Linked DNA regions of Xenopus laevis: region 2 is linked to region 1. Evidence: chromatin contacts called from public Hi-C data. All regions are on one chromosome and are shown on one strand. Each heading gives the region's core, a stretch centred on a gene start, on an enhancer-like site or on the middle of the called end of the contact. The rest is flanking DNA. Distances are from core to core; before and after follow the strand shown. Region 1 holds the start of rnf224.S (RING finger protein 224). Region 2 has its middle 4.6 kb from the start of ddr2l.S.

Region 1 (4,869 bases), core at 984-3,483:
TGGGGGGAGTGGAAGTTAAGTTCCCACAGCTCAGGCCATTCAGTGCTACTATTACAAGTGATCTATTGAGTGCAGATATTTTTCTTCCAATGGGATGTGCAGGCAGAGCAATAAGCTCCAAGCAGGGGCAGGAGGGGCAGACAATGGGGCTATTGTTAGTGGGAGCTGAATGGTAGCTTTGTACAGGAGCATGAGGGAGTCTGTGTTACAATAGGGAGAACATTCCTCTGCACTGGGACTGGAATGCAGTACTCACTAGGCCCTTCCACACAGGGGAAAATAGAGTGTCAGCTACCATGTTCTGGTGGGAGATATTTCTACATGCCCCTGGGGGAGCAGACCATTACCCCCAAACAAATCTGGACTGGGATTCAAAATAGGCCCTGGAATTTGAAGTACACAGAGGCCCATACAGCCCCCACCAGCCAACTAAATAGTGACTGTCTATGGCATCTTACAGCAGCCCCTCTGGCATTTGCCAGAACCCACAGATTGCCAGTCCGGGCCTGCCCCTAGTCACTTATGTCCATCTGGGGCAGAGGTTCTAGGCAAGAAGGGTAAGTACAGCTGCCCGGGGGTAGTAAAGGAAAACTGGCACCAAAGCCTGTAACTTTAACACTTTTCTTGCTAGTGGTGCTGGAAGTTCTACTGCAGCAACAACCTTGAGTAGATAAGTATTTAGTCATATTTACCCATGGGGCAGAAGTCACCCACATGGCCAAAAACATGAGGGATCCATGCTTTCGACCAACAGCACCTTACACTGCCCACTTGGGTGCCAACTCAGCCACACTGTTTCCTCCACAGCATCAGGCAGTTCCGCACTGGCACTCAATATAGGCCCTGGCACTTCCAGTACCCACAGGCCCAAACATGCACTCCCCAGGCCCAATAAATAGTCACTGGCTAGGGCAATGGCTAAGCAGTTTTTTGTGCCCTTGGGACCCCTGGAACTATAGTAGGGTGACTGGTACCCCATTGTTTCTATATATCTGTAACCTTGTTATGAGCTAAGGGGGCCCAGCCTGAAGGCCAATTAAGGGGAGATTTGGGGTGAGTGCTTATTTGTGCCCTGGGTGCCTCTGGAGCTATGGCAGGGTGACTGTCAGGGGCGATCCTGACCCCTCCACCGCCTGAGGCAGCAGCAGTTGCTGCTGCCCCCCCTCCCCCGGAAATTCACTCTTAAAGTACCAGGAGCAGCATTTTTGGCGCCCCTGGTACCTAGTAGGGCGCTGCTGCCTGAGGCGACAGCCTCAACTCGCCTCATTAGCGAAGCACTCCTGGTGACTGTTATCCCAATGTTTCTATATATCTGTAACCTTGTAATGCGCTAAGGGGACCCAGCCTGAAGGCCAATTGGGGGGGTTGGGGAGAGTGCTTATTGGTGCCCCTGGAACTATGGCTAGGGTTGCCACCTGGCCGGTATTTTACCGGTCTGGCCGGTAAAAATGATGCTTGATGTCAATGTTATTAATAGGAAAAAGTGGCAAGAATATAGGAAGGCCGGTATTTTTTTCCATAAAAGGTTGCAACTTTAACTATGGCAGAGCAATATCAGCCAGGCAGTCTGTATCTAAAGCTTTTATCGGGCAGTGTATGTGCAGCTTCAGCAGAGAGAGTGGGAGAGATAAGAAAGCTTAGCAAAGGCAGGACAAACCAATGACATTAATAAAATATACAAACATATAAAACCTGACCCTCTAATGTGACAGAGAATAGCAGCAAGATTGGGGTGTGAGTCACAACCACAGTATAATTACATGCAGAAAGCCTTTAAATGTAAACCTAAGACATAGCGTCTCCTCCTGGCAGGTGAGGGTACTGCATGTACTGCACACACTCCACAAACAATAGGATACGACCCCCATATGTAATATAAGGTACCAGTGTTGGACAGGCCCAACGGGATCCCAGGAAAACTCCTGGTGGGCCCAGGTGTCAATGTACCCTTTTGCTTCTAACCATTTGGCCTATTTCATGGTCATTCCCTTTTTCTTTAAGGGAAAAAATGCTTAAAAAGAATATAGTAAGTAGATATAATAGACTAGGAGAATTAAGAGATTGAGTGAGTAGAGGAAGAAAAATAGTTTGGAAAGTGGGCCCACAGTCTAAGGTTTTCTGGTGGGCCCCTGGCATTCCAGTTCGACACTGAGGTATTACGTTTGCCCAGGAGCAGTAACCCATAGCAACGACTAAGATGGATGCTTTTAAACAGGTGACCAGTGAATGCTGCCTGCTGATGGTTGCTATGGGTTACTGCTCCTGGGCAAACTTAAGTGTCTTTTATTACATAACCTCCATATTATCAATAAGATTTCAACTATTAGAAAACAAAGCTATGGGCAACATCACCGGTAATCACTGCAGTTTTACTGCACAGCCCCCCGGGCATGCAGCCTCTAATCTCTGTATGGGCACACGAGTACCAGCGGTGGCACTAGGACTAGGGTTGCCACCTTGCCGGTAAAAAGTATGCTTGATGCAAATGTTATTAATAGGAAAAAATGGCAAGAATATAGGAAGGCCGGTATTTTATTTCCAGAAAAGAAGCAACCCTAACCAGGACAGCCAACACAAATGTACTTGCTAAACTTCTCAGAAGTAGCTGCACCTTTCTTGTTCTTTAATATGCCCCTAATTGCCCTACTGTGCCAAAACCAGAGCCTCCTGCCTGCAGAATGCCGCAAATACAGCGACAGCGCTGATAGACGGGCACAGGGAAATTACTGAAGGTGCAGATCCTCCCCTGAGGTGTGGGCAGGGGACACATGGAAATCTGGGACACAAAGCTGGAACCCTTGGGCAGGGACCATTCATTTTCTGAGTTTGGCACCGCCATGACCTGATCCACTCATCTCCTGCCCAATCACTGCAAAGGAATCAGGCCCAACAGGTTCTAATTAACTCAGAGCAGATTCAGGCCCAACAGCATCGGACCACAGAAACATGCCTGCCACCTCTGCTGGGAGGGCATCCCATGCATCAGTCACTACTCAGGCATACGGATAGGTGCCTTGCCCTGTACTTGGCATCAGGGCTGCAGTCTCATGAACTGCAATAAAGGAAAGGGGGGGGGGTTCAGTTCAGGGACCAACACACAGTTTGTTCCCAAAACAGAGGAAACTAAACAGAGCCGTTTCGGGTCACATTGCACTGAACCTGATTGGCCGGTCAGTAATTAGCTGAAGTCCTTCCAACTGTAGGCTAAATGGATTTGCCTGGCTGAACAGGACCGTTGCTAATTAATATGCATGGCTCGTTAGGCTCAAGTACTTATCTGATGGGAAAACAAACACCCATATTAGGGTCAGAGAGTCACGGTGCTCTCAACAGATTCTTTTGGGCCTCGAAGAAGCAGAGGAGTCTGATGGAGCTCCCTCTAGTGGCCACAGCTATACAGCGCTATACAACACAATTGCACACCATCATACATACAGACTACATACTGGCCAATACAGGAGGTGAAGAGCTTGCAGTCTGAAATCAGAAAGCATCCACCTTGACTGATCATGGAAAAGAGAGCAGCCCAGGAGCAGTACAGAGAATCAAAGTTATGTACCTGGGTAAGTACTGGGGGACATTGGATTCACTTACCCAGGGGGAGGTTTCTGCCTGACCATTGGAAAGAGAGCAGCCCAGGAGCATGGATTACAGTGAATCAGAGCTCTGATTGGATTCACTTACTCAAAGGAAGGTTCCTGTCTGACCATGGGAAAGAGAGCAGCCTGGAAGCACATGTTTGGAGGACCCCAACACGTGAGCTGTTGCATTTAATGCACAAAAATGCTTTTTATTATGACTTCTGGACTCAACCTCCCTGCAGACCCTGAGCACACAAGTGTATTAAAAAGCAGAAATATGAAATATCCCAATACAAATCCATTTACAGCTAAAGTACAACTGTTCATGTCAGAGAGATTAGTGCAAAAATAGGAAGTAGGATCATACACCTGGGAATTCGGATAGTTTTTTGCTTAATGTGGCGGATAACCTACTGGCAGTTAGCACTGCTGGTTATGGATGGATGGTGCTGCCCTCCAGTGGCATCAAGCAGGTAACACAGACTTTATGCACATAAACATTCCTGATTAAAGGTGCAATAGCCCCCATATCTTCACCCATCCTGCATTATGTACCCAATAATTGGTGCACGGATCCATGCTAACGTTCTCCATGTTTCACCATCTTCCAAAGAGACCCTCATTCCACAGGGGCTGGTTGAAACATGGGCCTTTCAGTAAATTAAGGTCTCATGTTTGAATGGCTCTGGGCATGGAGACTGCACCCAGTTCTACATGGCAACCTGAACCTACTTGTTCAATAGCACTAACTGGGTCCTGAGCTTTTCCCAACTCGTGTGATCCATGTCCTTTTATCTCTGAGAGTCACAAATTAACCAGCACCTTGTATGGTTATTAACAACATATTCTGCAGTGCTGTCCAATAAGTGGCTGTGAGGGGCACAAAAGGGTTAACAGAGAGGGTGGTATTAAGTTTCAGGGCCCATTGTATGGGGCCAGGCAGTGTAAGGCAATATGCACATGGAGCTTCCCTGTGTGTGACACACTAGTCGCACTGTCCTGTAACATGAGCTGTCACATAATTACAGGCGTGACACACACTCGGCTACACACAGAGCCTATTCCCTGCCTGGCATCCAGTCACCCAGTGCAATGTCTGTGATCTGCAACAATGTGGCAGGGCCAAGGGTGCCGGACTGTTCCCACTAAGCAAAAAGGGTGGGTTCCGATTGGACTCCACTTTATGGGCCCCAGTGGCCCCTGCAAAAGAACAATGAAGGATTTGGTAGAGGCTGCTGCACAGTGACTTCCCAGAGGCTCCCCAGTTGTCACGGATCCATTCAGGGGG
Region 2 (4,741 bases), core at 999-3,498, 68 kb after region 1:
CTTCTATGAGCCTTTTTATGGCCAGATCTAATAGGGCTCTCTACACGCACAAATATCGTATGAAAAGTCGTTTTGTACGATATTATCTGTGCGTCTATGGCCACCTTTGGTGTATGGAGCAGTTGCAATAATTTATACCAATAGGTTGCAATTTATGGAGAGAAGTAGCTGCCTGGCTGGTAGTGCCCCTTATAATTAATATCAGGTATTGGTTTCTTCCTGCCTCTTGGCAGATCTGATTTACATACAATGGGCATTTCCGCTCTTCTACTTTAATCCTGCTGAGGTGTCTCCAGGCTGTAGTGCTGCCTGTGCAAACAATAGAAAGCCTAAAGGTGGCCATACACGGAGAGCTGCTCATTTGGCCAAACGAGCGGATCTCTCCCCGATATGCCCACCTTGAGGTGGGTGATATCGGCTGATCCAATCATGGGCCCTAGGGCCCAACGATCTGATAATAACGATGTGTAAATGGGTGGTCGAATTGTGGGACCGCATGAATAAATAGATGCGGTCTGTGATCCAACTGGGTTTTTAGTCCCGTCCGATCGACATCTGCCTGACTTTCAGCCAGATATCGATCGGGGAAGTCCGTCGGAGGGCCTCATACATGAGCCAATAAGCTGCTGTCTGTCAGCAGCATTTATCGGCCCGTGTATGGCCACTTTAAGCCTGTCATATAACTGATGGATGATTTAGGGGGGGAGCCCTTTGAGAGTATAGAGCACTGTGATTGGCACAGGGGGGCCTCCATGGGAATGGACACAAGGCAGGGAGCAGGTTTTGCTCCACATGCCAGGCAAGAATTTACTATGTAAGTACAGGGATCAGAATTCCTCCCGTGCCCTCAGGTCCACAGCAGGACGATCTGTAGAGCCGAACCATCTCACCAAGCCTGCTTTTCCCATTAATGGTGGCCAACTTTCACACAGGGGTATATTTCTCAATATCCAAGGTAAGCATTGGACTGGGACCTCCAGTGTTGCACAACTGTGTCTGAGTGGGATATGGATGGCTCCCCCTTAAAGGAGAACTAAAGCCTAACTAAACAAGTAGGCTAGAAATGTTGTACATTATATTTTGGGCTTCTGTACCAGCCCAAAGCTACCGCAGCCCTTTAGCAGGGAAGATCTGTACCTCCAAACAGGCCTGTACTGGGAGTCAAAATAGGCCCTGCCATTCCAAGTACACAGAGGCCCAAACAGCCCCCCACCAGCCCAAACAGGCCCCTACCAACCCACTACATGGTACCTTTCTATTGAACCATACAGCAGCCCCTCTGGCATTTGCCAGAACCCACAGATTGCCAGTTCGGGCCTGCCTCCAAAGATGCCCCAGTAGCTCCCCATCTTCTTTTCTTGTCACAACATAAGGCTGTAATTAATACAGATGATTACTACATGGCAGCACAGAAACCAGTGATATTAGAATCAGAATTGAATAATCAGCCCTGTAGCATCAGCTTATATTACAGACCAACCTCATTTTCTGCTTGATAATTTGTGATGACCCCTAAGCTTAGCTTTTCAACAGCTGCTCAGAGCCCATCTAGCATGTGAGTGTCACAGACACTTTCCAAGATGGTGACCCCCTGTGACAAGTTTAAAGTCCTGGCTCATTGCTGCTATTGAGAAGCTGAAACTTTAGGCTAAAGCAGTAAGTTCAGTATATAAAATATGGCATTTTTAGCCACATTAATTTTTAGGGTTTAGTTCTCCTTTAAGCTAGGAAGTGTGCTCAATACTGGCCCTTAGTTCTCTTTCACTGGTTACACAAGACCCCCTTGTAGGTGCAAGGGCCAAAGTAAAGATCTGACAAGGAGCCCATTGTATGGGGCGCCTCCTTGGCAGAAATGGTTTCACTTTGTCACCTGCTTGTCTGAATAAATAGTCTGGGTTTGTGTCTGATGTGCTGTGCAACCAAGATGTAGGATGAAAGGGCCCAGGGCTCCCCAGCACCTGCAGGGCCCCTGAGGGAATGCTTGATCAGACTGTCATGGGAGTTGTATTTCAGCGAGAGCAAGGGGACAGTGAAATTGCATTAAAGCTATTTGAATGCAAACAGTAAGAGGCAAGTTAATGGCAAGTGATGCCTGAAATTCCAGAGCGGAATATCTGCCAATAAATCTCTTGCATCAGATCCCAGTCATCCCTGGAATTTTTCTCACCTCACATTAATGGTATTATAGTGCCCTCTACTGTTCACTCTGCAGCCTGGTTGCTGCCAGTTACAGCACTGCTATTGGTAAATGAGTCCCAGTTAAAGCACAGCCCATTTCTTGTAGAGGGAAGTAATCACTCGTTCTGGTGTCACTCTCATTGCCTCTTACAAGAGTAACCCAGGAGCAGCTTCCTGTATTGGCTTTACTGTTGCTGTTGCCTAACAAACCACAATATAAAACTGAAGTGATGCTATTTACGTGTATATGCCTCTCTAGTTTCCCTTTCTAGAAGTCACTATTAATATTTATCCTGTCAATGGCTCCTCTGTATAGGGAGACAACACTTACCTGTATATTTGTCTTGTAGTCATACCTGTGGTGGCTGCCATATTGAGACCTCTGCAGGTATATCATTCATAAGCTCACATGAAACTACCCCCAATGATTGTTACTGGTGAAGCAGCAGGTATATAAATTGTATTTCCCCTTAATAGTGATGCTGACTGGATAAGTATATAGTGTATGTCTGTGTCTGCATTGCTCTATTTATTGCCATTATATTTAATTAAATCATGGCTACTTAGTCTGCAGTACATTAATTATCATTAGACTAGACGACTAGACTTCAGTACCCCCTGATGCACTTAAGGTGGCCATAGACGGGCAGATTTTTTACTTCCAAACGATTCCAGAACGTTCCGATAATATCGATAACCTATCGGATAGCTGATGGTGTACGAACGATCGTCGGATGAACGATCGTCTCAACATTATCGTTGGCAAAATTGATCGGATGAATTTAAAAATTTTAGTCGTTCAGGGATAAAATCCCTCTTTGCGCATGTCAGGATTGTAGCACAAGCCAACGAACATATACGCAACAATGAACATATACGGAACAACGAACATATACGGAAGGACCCTAACGTTCTTTCCTGAAAGCTTCATTTGTAACTATATGAACTATGTGAAGAAATAAATTGGTGCTGACCGCAGGAATATCACCCTATCACCTCATATGTGAAAGAAGTTTATTACGATATCAACCTGGCAATTATAGGCCAGTAAGTTTGATATTGGTGGTGGGGAAATTATTTGAAGACTTGTTAAGGGATCACATTCAAAATGTTGTCCTTGTCAATGGCATTATGAGCAGCAATCAGCATGGCTTTATGAAGGATAGCGGTCATGTCATACAAATTTCATTGCTTTATATGATAATGTAAGTAAGATGCTGGATAGTGGGAGGGCAGTAGATGTGATCTATTTGGATTTTGCCAAAGTGTTTGATACCGTGCTCCACAACAGACTGCTTTCTACACAAAGGTCTGTTGGGCTTAATGAAGCCCTTTGTACATGGATAGGAAACTGGCTTCAGGATCGGGTACAGAGGGTAGTACATTCTCTACTTGGAGTAAGGTTCTTAGTGGGGTCCCTCAGGGCTCGGTATTGGGTCCACTTTTAATTACCTTGTTTATTAATGACTTAGGGGAGGGTATTGTAAGTAATAGAGAGAATAGTCGGAGAGCACAAATTCATGCACCTGATGATGGCCGTTGTAGCCGAAACATGTTGTGCAGGACTTTCTGCAAAATAAAATGAAAACCTTTTAAAGCAAGAATTTGTGCTCTCCGGCTAGTCTCTCCTTTACTTGGAATCGGGTACGGGTCTGCGGTTCGTTGAGAAGCACTAAATACACAGATGACCACTATAAGGACAATTCCATATCTAATCTGATATTGGAAGTTATGTATCAGTGTTTGCAGATGAGACAAAACTATCCAGCCCAATAAATTCCATCCAGGATGTGGCATCCTTGCAACACGATCTTGACAAACTGGCAATCTGGGCAGCTAAGTGGCAAATGAGATTCAATGTTGATAAATGTAAAGTCATGCACCTGGGATGTAAAAATATCCAAGCCACTTATACCCTTAATGGGACTGCACTAGGCAAAGCCATTATGGAAAAGGACCTTGGAGACCTTGTAGATGATAAACTTGGCTGTAGCAAGCAATGCCAGTCAGCAGCATCAAGGGCAAATAAGGTCTTGAGCTGTATTAAAAGGGGCATAGAGTCACGGGAGGAGGCGGTCATTCCTCCACTTTATAGAGCAGTGGTAAGGCCCCATCTAGAATATGCCGTACAGTTTTGGTCTCCATCACTCAAACAGGACATTGTTGTATTAGAGAGGGTACAGAGAAGGGCAACTAAGCTGGTAAAAGGTATGGAAAATCTAAGCTATGAGGAAAGACTGGCCAAATTGGGGATGTTCATGCTGTAGAAGAGGCGGCTAAAGGGTGATATGATAACTATGTATAAATATATAAGGGGATTATATAATAATCTCTCTAATGCTTTATTTACCAGTAGGTCTTTCCAGCTGACACGAGGTCACCCATTCCGATTAGAAGAGGTTCCGCCTAAATATTCAAAGGGTTTTTTTACAGTGAGAGCTGTGAAGATGTGGAATTCTCTCCCTGAACCAGTTGTACTGGCTGATACATTAGATAGCTTTAAGAATGGATTGAATGGCTTTTTAGCAAGTGAAGGAATACAGGGTTTTGGAAGATAGCTCAT

Evidence for each region. Hi-C and Micro-C count contacts between places; a contact is called where the count stands out from the background.
Region 2: a contact with region 1 is called in a Hi-C map of the XL177 cell line, with 3 times the contacts expected there. The contact joins the enhancer-like site here to the promoter of rnf224.S in region 1. A contact is called at or near these places in 2 of 4 Hi-C or Micro-C datasets (the XL177 cell line and the XTC cell line).

The regions. Positions count from the first base shown.
Region 1 is chr8S:26,729,450-26,734,318 of Xenopus_laevis_v10.1, forward strand. rnf224.S (RING finger protein 224) reads left to right here and starts at 2,234. Exons shown (of 2, transcript XM_018232500.2): 1 at 2,234-3,563.
Region 2 is chr8S:26,797,208-26,801,948 of Xenopus_laevis_v10.1, forward strand. No RefSeq gene overlaps it. Among protein-coding and RNA genes, the nearest start is that of ddr2l.S, 4.6 kb to the right of the region's middle. Within about 2 kb of position 2,249, at least 2 of the 7 cell types and tissues checked have an H3K27ac peak or open chromatin away from gene starts, as enhancers often do.